Regions from separate parts of the Sus scrofa genome. Here region 1 is linked to region 2. Evidence: chromatin contacts called from public Hi-C data. All regions are on one chromosome and are shown on one strand. The core of a region is the stretch at or near the end of the contact, and the rest is flanking DNA. Distances in the headings are between cores, read along the strand shown. Region 1 holds the start of RBM18 (probable RNA-binding protein 18). Region 2 holds the start of LHX6 (LIM/homeobox protein Lhx6).

Evidence for each region. A called contact is a pair of places that touch in the nucleus more often than the background predicts.
Region 1: a contact with region 2 is called in a Hi-C map of skeletal muscle, with 2.7 times the contacts expected there. The contact joins the promoter of RBM18 here to the promoter of LHX6 in region 2. A contact is called at or near these places in 2 of 47 Hi-C or Micro-C datasets (embryonic fibroblasts and skeletal muscle) and 1 of 2 datasets of contacts at active chromatin or transcription factors (skeletal muscle).

Annotation. Positions count from the first base shown.
Region 1 is chr1:262,354,981-262,359,355 of Sscrofa11.1, forward strand. It overlaps RBM18 (probable RNA-binding protein 18), which reads right to left and starts at 1,300. Exons shown (of 6, transcript XM_001925816.4): 1 at 1,136-1,300. MRRF (ribosome-recycling factor, mitochondrial) reads left to right here and starts at 1,014. Exons shown (of 7, transcript XM_003480599.4): 1 at 1,014-1,357.
Region 2 is chr1:262,320,850-262,325,154 of Sscrofa11.1, forward strand. LHX6 (LIM/homeobox protein Lhx6) reads right to left here and starts at 1,928. Exons shown (of 9, transcript XM_021068376.1): 1 at 1,381-1,928; 2 at 157-228. The coding sequence starts at 1,833.

The sequences.
Region 1 (4,375 bases), core at 50-2,549, 34 kb after region 2:
GCAAGGAGATCTGACAAGGAGATTGGGGCTGGACTACTTCAGAATGAGTGGAAAGCCCTCTAAGGGAAATGACATTTGAGACGAGACTTGAATGTAGACCCTTCTGACTCTCTCATGTCTAAAAACAGCAATAAATAATACCAACAAGTACTTAATACCACACAAGTGAATCATTTTAAGGGGAAAGAGTACAGGGTATGGGGCCAAAAGACAGGCACTCAAATACTGGCTTTTGCACCCAGGATTTATTATTTTGTGACTCAAGTCGTGATCTCCCCTCAAGTGTCCTCTAGCCCTAGAAAAGCTTTCCCTTAACAGAGTAAGGGCATCTTGTTAGTCTCTATCACAGGCACTTTTTCTTTCCACTCAATACCAGTTCAATGCCTTATACGTTGTTTTATCTTTCGTTTCCCTCACTAGAAAGTAAGATATGAGAAAGTAAGCTACTACTGAGCAGGGTCTTGATTATTTTGATGATTCTATCCCCCTCCCCATCCCCGCACTTAGTACACTGGCTCCTGGCTGGTGCTCAAAGTTTAGTGAATGAACGAATGAATGAAGCAGGCAAGCCATTTCCCCACTTGGAGCTTCCGTTTTTTCTTCTTCCTTGATATGGGCATTATTATCCTTATCTCGAGTTGTTATGAGGCTAAAATATGGCAATACATTTGATAAGTTGGCACAGAGCTTTTTGAGAAATGGTAAAGTGTGATAAGTGATTAAGATGGCATGCAACTATCTCAAAATTCTTGGGTTTGCAATGGCGACAACCCTTCAGATTCACAGTTCACAAAACGCTTTTTAGCCTTCCCCCATCCCGCCCCCGCCCAGCTGAGCTATAACTACCCTGGAAGCCAAGAACAGTCATTTGGGAAAACTGAAGTGCAGAGAAGCAAAGGCGCTTCTTCTTAAAAAGCTAATGGTAATGGTGGGGTCAAGGCTTGAATCCCGGCTTCCCGATCCCTGGCCGCGAATTCCCAGCTGCGAGGGGTCATTACTCGGATTGATATTTCCGGGCCAGCGGCGGGACGATCCGGGGCGGGGTCTGAGGAGCCGTCTCACTGGGGGAGCCTCCGCTGGGAACTCCTTGTCGGGCCGGCGCTAAAGGGTAGAGGCGCGTTGTGGCCGGACTCACCTCGTGACTTCGGAGTCCTCTCCTCGGCTCATGCCCCCAAAGCAGGTCCCGTCTCCGCGGTCCCACGGCCCTCTACACCCGTCCACCTCAACGCCGCCAGCTGCCAGGCCGCCCTTGACGCACTACGCCTGCGCCGCCGCACCGCCCCGTGACGTCACGACGCCCGCGCCGCCTCCGTCGCCGCGGTCGCGCGAGTCTTCCTAGTACCCTGGGAGCTAGCTGGTGAGTGTCCTCGGTATAGTCTTGAGGCTCGCGCGCCAGAGACTTCTGCTCAGGGACTTCTCAGGGGACTGTTAGGGCCCGGAACACCGTTCCCGATGCATTCCGTTGGAATCCGGCTTGACCTTTACAGATGGGGGCGGGACTGGTAGATCCGAGAGTCTCACGGGTTGGGGGCGGGGCTAATCGCATCAGCTAGGAACTTCCAGGATGGGAGGCTTAGGTTACTAAATAGTATCAGGTACTTAGTTGCCCGCTACCTGGCAGGAACATTTAATTTTCTGAACAATCCCGTGGGAGGTTTCTCCCCATGATGGAGAAACGGAAGCTCGAACGAGTAATTTCATCACGGTCACGCGGCTAGTGAGTGAGGGGACTCAATTCCAACATTACTCTGTGCCGTCCAGTGACAAAACAGTCATTTCAGTAGCCCTTCTATATTGGTAAAGTGCTTCTGCAGCTCTTATCTCATTCGATCGTCCCGGTAACCCTAACAAGTCGTATTGTCATCTGCAGATGAGACTGAGGCCAAGAGAGTTTGACCTATGTAAGGTCACATACCCAGGAAGTGCTGGAACCAGCATTCTTTCCCAGGTCTTCTCTGAGTTGGATGCTTTTTTCCACTCACCCCACTCTATTGCATTCTCAGAATCTTGAAGGCTCTATAGCTAGAAAGAATGAAAGTCTGGTCTGACTCTTCGTGTTATAGTTGAGGAAACAACCTCAGAAGAAATGACTTGATATAAGTCGTCAGCGGCAGAGCTTTCACAAATACTTTTTGAATACAGAGTAGTTATGAATCTAAAAAGGATAGTTGGCAGGAGTGATGAGATAGGAATATCGGAATCCAGGCCTCCTAGCTCTTAGGCAAAGGCTCTTTCTCCATCTGTTAAAGTGTCTTATCCTTCCTTTAGCTGTGCCAGGGATGTGATCTTATATATAGTCAGATACTATAAATGCCCTCACAAGGCACCGAATTTAGAGAATAATATGCCTTATTATCTCTAAGTGAAAAATCTGTCAACCAAGAGACACTGGAAGCAGTTTTGGGAAACAGAGCCCAGGACCTACTGTCCGGGGCTTAGATTTCAGTTCTGGTGCCAGCATTGTGACCTTGAGGAAGGACTTAACCTTTCTAGACTTTCACTCATCTTTCATCACATTTATTCAGAGTCTTCTGTGTTCAGGAATGTGCTGGAGACTGGAGACACAGCCATGAACAAGACAAGCATACATTAGTCCTTGTGGTGCTTATAGTCTTATGGGGGGAATTAGACCATGATCAAATAACTGCACAAATATTAGCTGATATTGTTAAAGTGCCATGAAAAAGTACAGGGTGTTATGAAAGTGGGCTATAGGACATTTGACTTGTTGGGCTAGAGGAGGCAGCCAAGGAAGGCTTCCTCTGAGGAAGTGATGTTTAAGCTGCAGTCTGAAAGGAAAATGTGAGGTTGTTCATTAAAGAGGTGTGGGAAGACCTTTGCAAGCAGATGCAACAGTATGTTTGAAGGCCCTGAAGCAGGAGGAGTATTCACGGAAATGGAAGATCAGTTTGCTTCTTTGTAAAATGTGGGTGGTAATCATAACCCTGGTTATTGTGGGAATCAGGTAATACATATGAAAGTATTTTATGTACAGCAAGGGTCTGTGTGTATTATTAGCGTATTATAAGCTAATACACGACTGGATTGGTAGGGGTTGCTGGCGTAGTGGATGAGCCAGGACGTGTGTTTTCCTCATCTAGTTCTTTACAACATTAAAATGTGCCTTCTATGAAAAACAGGACAGTTTGGAGTTCCCGTCGTGGCTTAGCGGAAATGAATCTGACTAGCATCCATGAGGACGCAGGTTTGATCCCTGGCCTTGATCAGTGGGTTGAGGATCTGGCGTTGCCATGAGCTCTGGGGTAGGTCATAGACTCGGCTCAGATCCTGCGTTGCTGTGGCTGTGGCGTAGGCCAACAGCTATAGCTCCGATTTGACAACTCCTAGCCTGGGAACCTCCACATGCTGTGGGTGCAGCCCTAAAAAGACAAAAACAAAAAACCACAAGGAAAATTCAAGTTTTGAGAACCTCAACTTTAGATAGAGATTATGTACTTCTGTAATTTTTAAAAATATTTCAGTAGTTTGAATAACAGTGCCAGCAACCATACTGTTTTATATACACAGTATAGGATAGTGGTTAAGAGAACAGATTCTGGAACAAAATTGCTTGAAATAAAATCTTGGGCAAAGGATTTATCCGTGCCTCTGTTTCTTTATCCATAAACTGGATTATAATAATAGTACTTATCTCCTAGGCTTATCATGAGGCTCAAATGAGTTCATGTATGTAATATAGCACTTAGAATTCTTTCTGGCTCATAGTTATCAGTGTATAATTATAAGCTATAATTTCACTATTATTATCATTGTATTTTTATTTTTTTTTATTTTTTTCTTTTTTTCTTTTTTGTCTTTTTGCTATTTCTTTGGGCCGCTCCCACGGCATAGGGAGGTTCCCAGGCTAGGGGTCGAATCGGAGCTGTAGCCCCCGGCCCACGCCAGAGCCACAGCAACGCAGGATCCGAGCCGAGTCTGCGACCTACACCACAGCTCACGGCAGCGCCGGATCGTTAACCCACTGAGCAAGGGCAGGGACCGAACCCGAAACCTCATGGTTCCTAGTCGGATTCGCTAACCACTGCGCCACGACGGGAACTCCCTTTTTTTTTTTTTTAATCATTGTATTTTTAAAGGTTTATTAATATCTCCATGAGAAAGATGTGGAAACTGTAGCTCAGAGAGGCCTATCATCTCCCCAAGGTCACACAGCTAGGAAATGGGCTAACACAGATTCCAGTTCAAGATTGCATCCAAAGGTCCGCTACTTCCAGCTACTTTATTTATTTATTTATTTATTTTTTGAGTGTAGGTTAATTTTGTTTTATCATTCTTGGGTTCCTGTGATGGTTCCTTTCCTTGACCTTACTTCTATGCTGAAACTTACTTCTCTGTTCTTAAGGTAAAGGGTCCA
Region 2 (4,305 bases), core at 678-3,177:
CATTCCCGGCCAGAAAACCGAGGCTCGGAAAGGGGCGGCGCCCTCTGGGAGTCCCCCAGCGCAAGGGCAGCTGTTCGGGGCCGGAAAGCCGGGTCAGCTCCCCAGGGCCCGGCCGCCGGGGGACCGGGGGCCGAAGGTAGGGCCAAACGAACTCACCATGGCGGGCGGCGCGGTCCCTTCAAGGCAGCGAGTGGTCGCTTTGCAGCCGGACCCTGGCTGGGCCATCACCTGGGGGAGGGGGGAGGGAACGCAGGCGGCCGAGGCTGCAGAACTGGCTCCGCGCAGCCTGAGCCCAGCGCCTCCCCGCGCCTGTTATATAAACCGGCGCGGAACAATGAGTCCTAACTTTGTAGTGGGCATTTAAAGCCCTTCCCCACAAAAGCGGTGTCTCTCTAATGAAGCAATTTGAATTTGGATTGGATTTTTTCCCTCTCTCTCCCCCTCTCCCTGCACTTAACCCGTGGCTCTTGAAGTAATCGCTTAGTTCCCTTGCAATCCAAGCCTCTGAGGGGGAAAAAAAACACGCGCACACACACAAACTACCTGCAATTAGAAATTGTCGTGAATGCCCAAGATAAGAGGTAGCCAGAGTGTCAATTCCAACTGTCAATCAGTGAGATCCATCAGGCCGCCCAAAGAATTGCAAATTTGATTTTTTAATGGTAGTAATTAAAAATCGAATTTTTTCTCCCTCCACCCACCCCCCTTCCTCGCTCCCTTCTCCTCTCGACACAAAATGCAAAAAGGAGAAAAGAGAGAAAGAAAGAAAATAAAAAAGAGATGGGGGGTGGCTTTTGAGGAAAATTAAACCCAGAGCGCTGAGAGCGTGAGCCCGTCCGCCCCGCGCGAGGGGCGAAATTGATGCGGAGATATATTGACGCGGATTCAGGCGCCTTTCGAGGGCCAGTCCGAGAGAAACCCAGAGCCAAAACGGGGGCTAGATCAGGGGCAAAACGGGACCAAAAGAGAAAACGGAAGCGTCCAAGGAGAGGAAAAAGCACCCTCCAACCCCTCAGAGCGCCCGGGACAAGCCCAGCACCGCGATTCTCAGCGTTGCGCCGGTACAACCCCCGGAGGATCGGCGCTATCAGCGCCTATTCAGACGGACAATACCCGCCTCGCCTCCTCTTGATTCGCCTGTGTCTTTGCTAAATCGCTTTTTGAGAAATTCCTCCAACATTTGCATAATGTGTTCCCGCTTTCCGCGACCACCCCCCCGCCCCGCGCTCGCGCGCGCTCACACATTCACAGACACATACTCCCAGGCTCACCCCCGCACCCCTCCTCCCTGCGGCCGCCGCCACCCGGCCGGGCCCGGCTGGGTCTCGGTCCCTGCCGACCCCTGGCCCGGGAGGCTCACCCACTCTCTCGTTCACTCACCTGCTCGGTGGTGGGGCCGCCCTTGGCCGGCAGCCGGCAGCCCTCGGGCAGCGCCGGGGCGGCGTTCTCATGCTTCCAGTACATGGGCCGGGGAGCGGCGGGCTCAGCCGGCGCGCAGCACGAAGAGCCGCGCGGAGGGGGACCACGGCCGCAGTGGGAGCAAAAGCTGAAGCAGGAGCAGCAGGAGAGCCGAGGTGCCGGCCCCGCCGCCCCGGGCCCGGCCCCAGCCCCTGCCCCCGGCCCGCGCGCAGCCCTGGCCTCCCTGGCTGCCGCCGCAGCTGCCTCGGAAGAAGGTCCCGACAAACTTGGAGAGGCCCCCGCCCCCTCCTTCTCCTCCTCCTCTCGCTCCTCGTAGTCCTCCTCCTCCTCTCCCTCCTCCTCGTCCTCCTCCCCCTCCAGCTGCGGTGGCGGCCGCCCTGCCGCTGGAGCCCCGCTCGGTTCAAGATGAGTCATGCGTGACCAATCCCCTCCCCGCGGAGGGAGAGCGAGACACACACAGCGAGCCAGCGACCCAGAGACACATACACACAGACATATAGACACACAGAAATTCAGAGCTGCTGACAGACTCAGAGACACTCTGACATACAAAGGCACAGGCAGGCACACACTGCACACAGCTCACTACGGCCCCTCCCTCGAGGGGCACCCACAGCCCTCCAGCACAGCTCCACTTTCAGATACCAGAGGGACCCATGGTCACATCTTGGGCTGAGATAGGTCTTATATAAAGTAAAACACTTTATACTTTGTTAATGCAATTCCTTGCCTGGTACGATTGTGTACATCCTGATGCAAATGATTACCTGTTTGCCTCATTTACACCGAGCACAAGGCATTCATACATTCTCACACACCTGCACAGCTGCCTCTGCTCCGTAACAACCAAAGAGCACACACCAAGGACTTGGGCTATATCCTATTCTCAGTGGGATTGGGCCAGGTGGGGAAAGGGGAATTCTGGGGTGGGGGATGCTTCCTTGACTTCCCCAGGGAGGGAGTGCCTGGGACACCCGCCTTCTTTTGAGAATTTGCTGAGCCATCCAGTCTAACACCTATCACCTTCTCCAGGGCTTTATCAATAGAGGTGGGGAAGGCAGGGAGGCCCAGGCATTTAGATAGGAGACACAGCCCCCAGCCCCTCAGACACAAAAGCCTCAAACTCAAAGATAGAGCCTTACACAGTTCACATACAACACATAAACACAAGTGGACACATGTCCTTAGTGCCCTTCTTTGCACACAGAGCTGAGACGTATAAATACATAGCATCTTCTAAAAACAAATACACACATTTTCTACAAAACAAAAAACAAAACAGAATTAGATCTGGCTCTAGAGACAACACACGTCTAACCTCCACACAGTCGCACATACCATCACCTCCCTAATTGCCCTCATTTACGACTGTAAACACCCCCCCCACCAGAATAACTGTTCTTATGTGTGTATCCACAGTTAGGAGAGCACAGATTCCTAGGGAGTTGCAAACCAGTGCAAAACCTCATACTACTCTACTCAGAGACCCACAGATATACACAGTGTATCCCTACAGATGGTGAAATAACCATTTAGAGTCTGAAAGAGCGTACTCGCCTCTGCAGACACCGGATTCCCAGGAGTCATGGTCATGTACACACACAGGCACATCCTACCAGATCCAGGCAGATTAGGGTATCTGCCCACCAGCGTAATACAAAAGACTCACACCTACATCCTCAAAGTACAGAGAAATAGCCCAAGCCAATGGCATCTCCCACCCTCTGCATTCTAGCCATTTGTTTCTCTCAGACACAGATGCTCAAAGTGAAAACTTTCTCTGTAAACCATGGTCTTTTCTACTAAAAGCATAACTGCAATATGAAAGCTGGTGAGGTGTGTTCATATGCACCCTCAAAAATTCGCAGGACTATGGACATCAATCTCCTCAAATATCTTTTTTGTACATCCTAAACCCAGCTGCTTCTCCTCGATATTTTATCCACAGCAGCCTCAGCACTTTGTGATCATGATTTCATTTTCCTTTCACAATAACCCCGTGAGAGAGTCTCTCTCTCTCTTTTTCTTTTTGTCTTCTTGTCTTTTCTAGGGCCACACCCGTGGCATGTGGAGGTTCCCAGGCTAGGGGTCGAATCAGAGCTGTTGCTGCCAGCCTACGCCAGAGCCACAGCAATGGGGGATCCGAGCCAAGTCTGCGACCTACACCACAGCTCACAGCAATGTCAGATCCTTAACCCACTGAGCGAGGCCAGGGATCAAACCCAAAACCTCATGGTTCCTTGTTGGAGTTGTTCACCACTGAGCCACGACGGGAACTACCAAGATAGTGTCTCTTACTGCACCTGTTCACTGATGAACAAACAGGTTCGGAGAGAACATGTGAAATGTCTAAAGTGGTGCCACACGGCTAATTATTGCCAGGGCCAAGAACTCCACACCAGGAATTCCCGTCGTGGCGCAGTGGTTAATGAATCTGACTAGGAACCATGAGGTTGAGGGTTCGATCCCTGCCCTTGCTCAGTGGGTTAAGGATCTGGCATTGCCCTGAGCTGTGGTGTAGGTTGCAGACGTGGCTCAGATCCCGTGTTGCTGTGGCTCTGGTGTAGGCCGGCGGCTACAGCTCTGAGTCAACCCCTAGCCTGGGAACCTCCATATGCTGCGGGAGCGGCCCAAGAAATGGCAAAAAAGACAAAAAAAAAAAAGAACTCCATACCAAATTCATCTGACATCAGAGTTCATGCCCTTGGTTTCTAGGCTACATATATGCTCATGTCCACTCTATGCATACACACACACACACACACACACACACACACACACACACACACATTTTCCATTATTTTCTATCAAAAGACCTGGATGTGACTCCAGGCTTCACCGTTTACAGGCTAAGCTTGTTTGTCATCTACAAAATGGGAATAATGA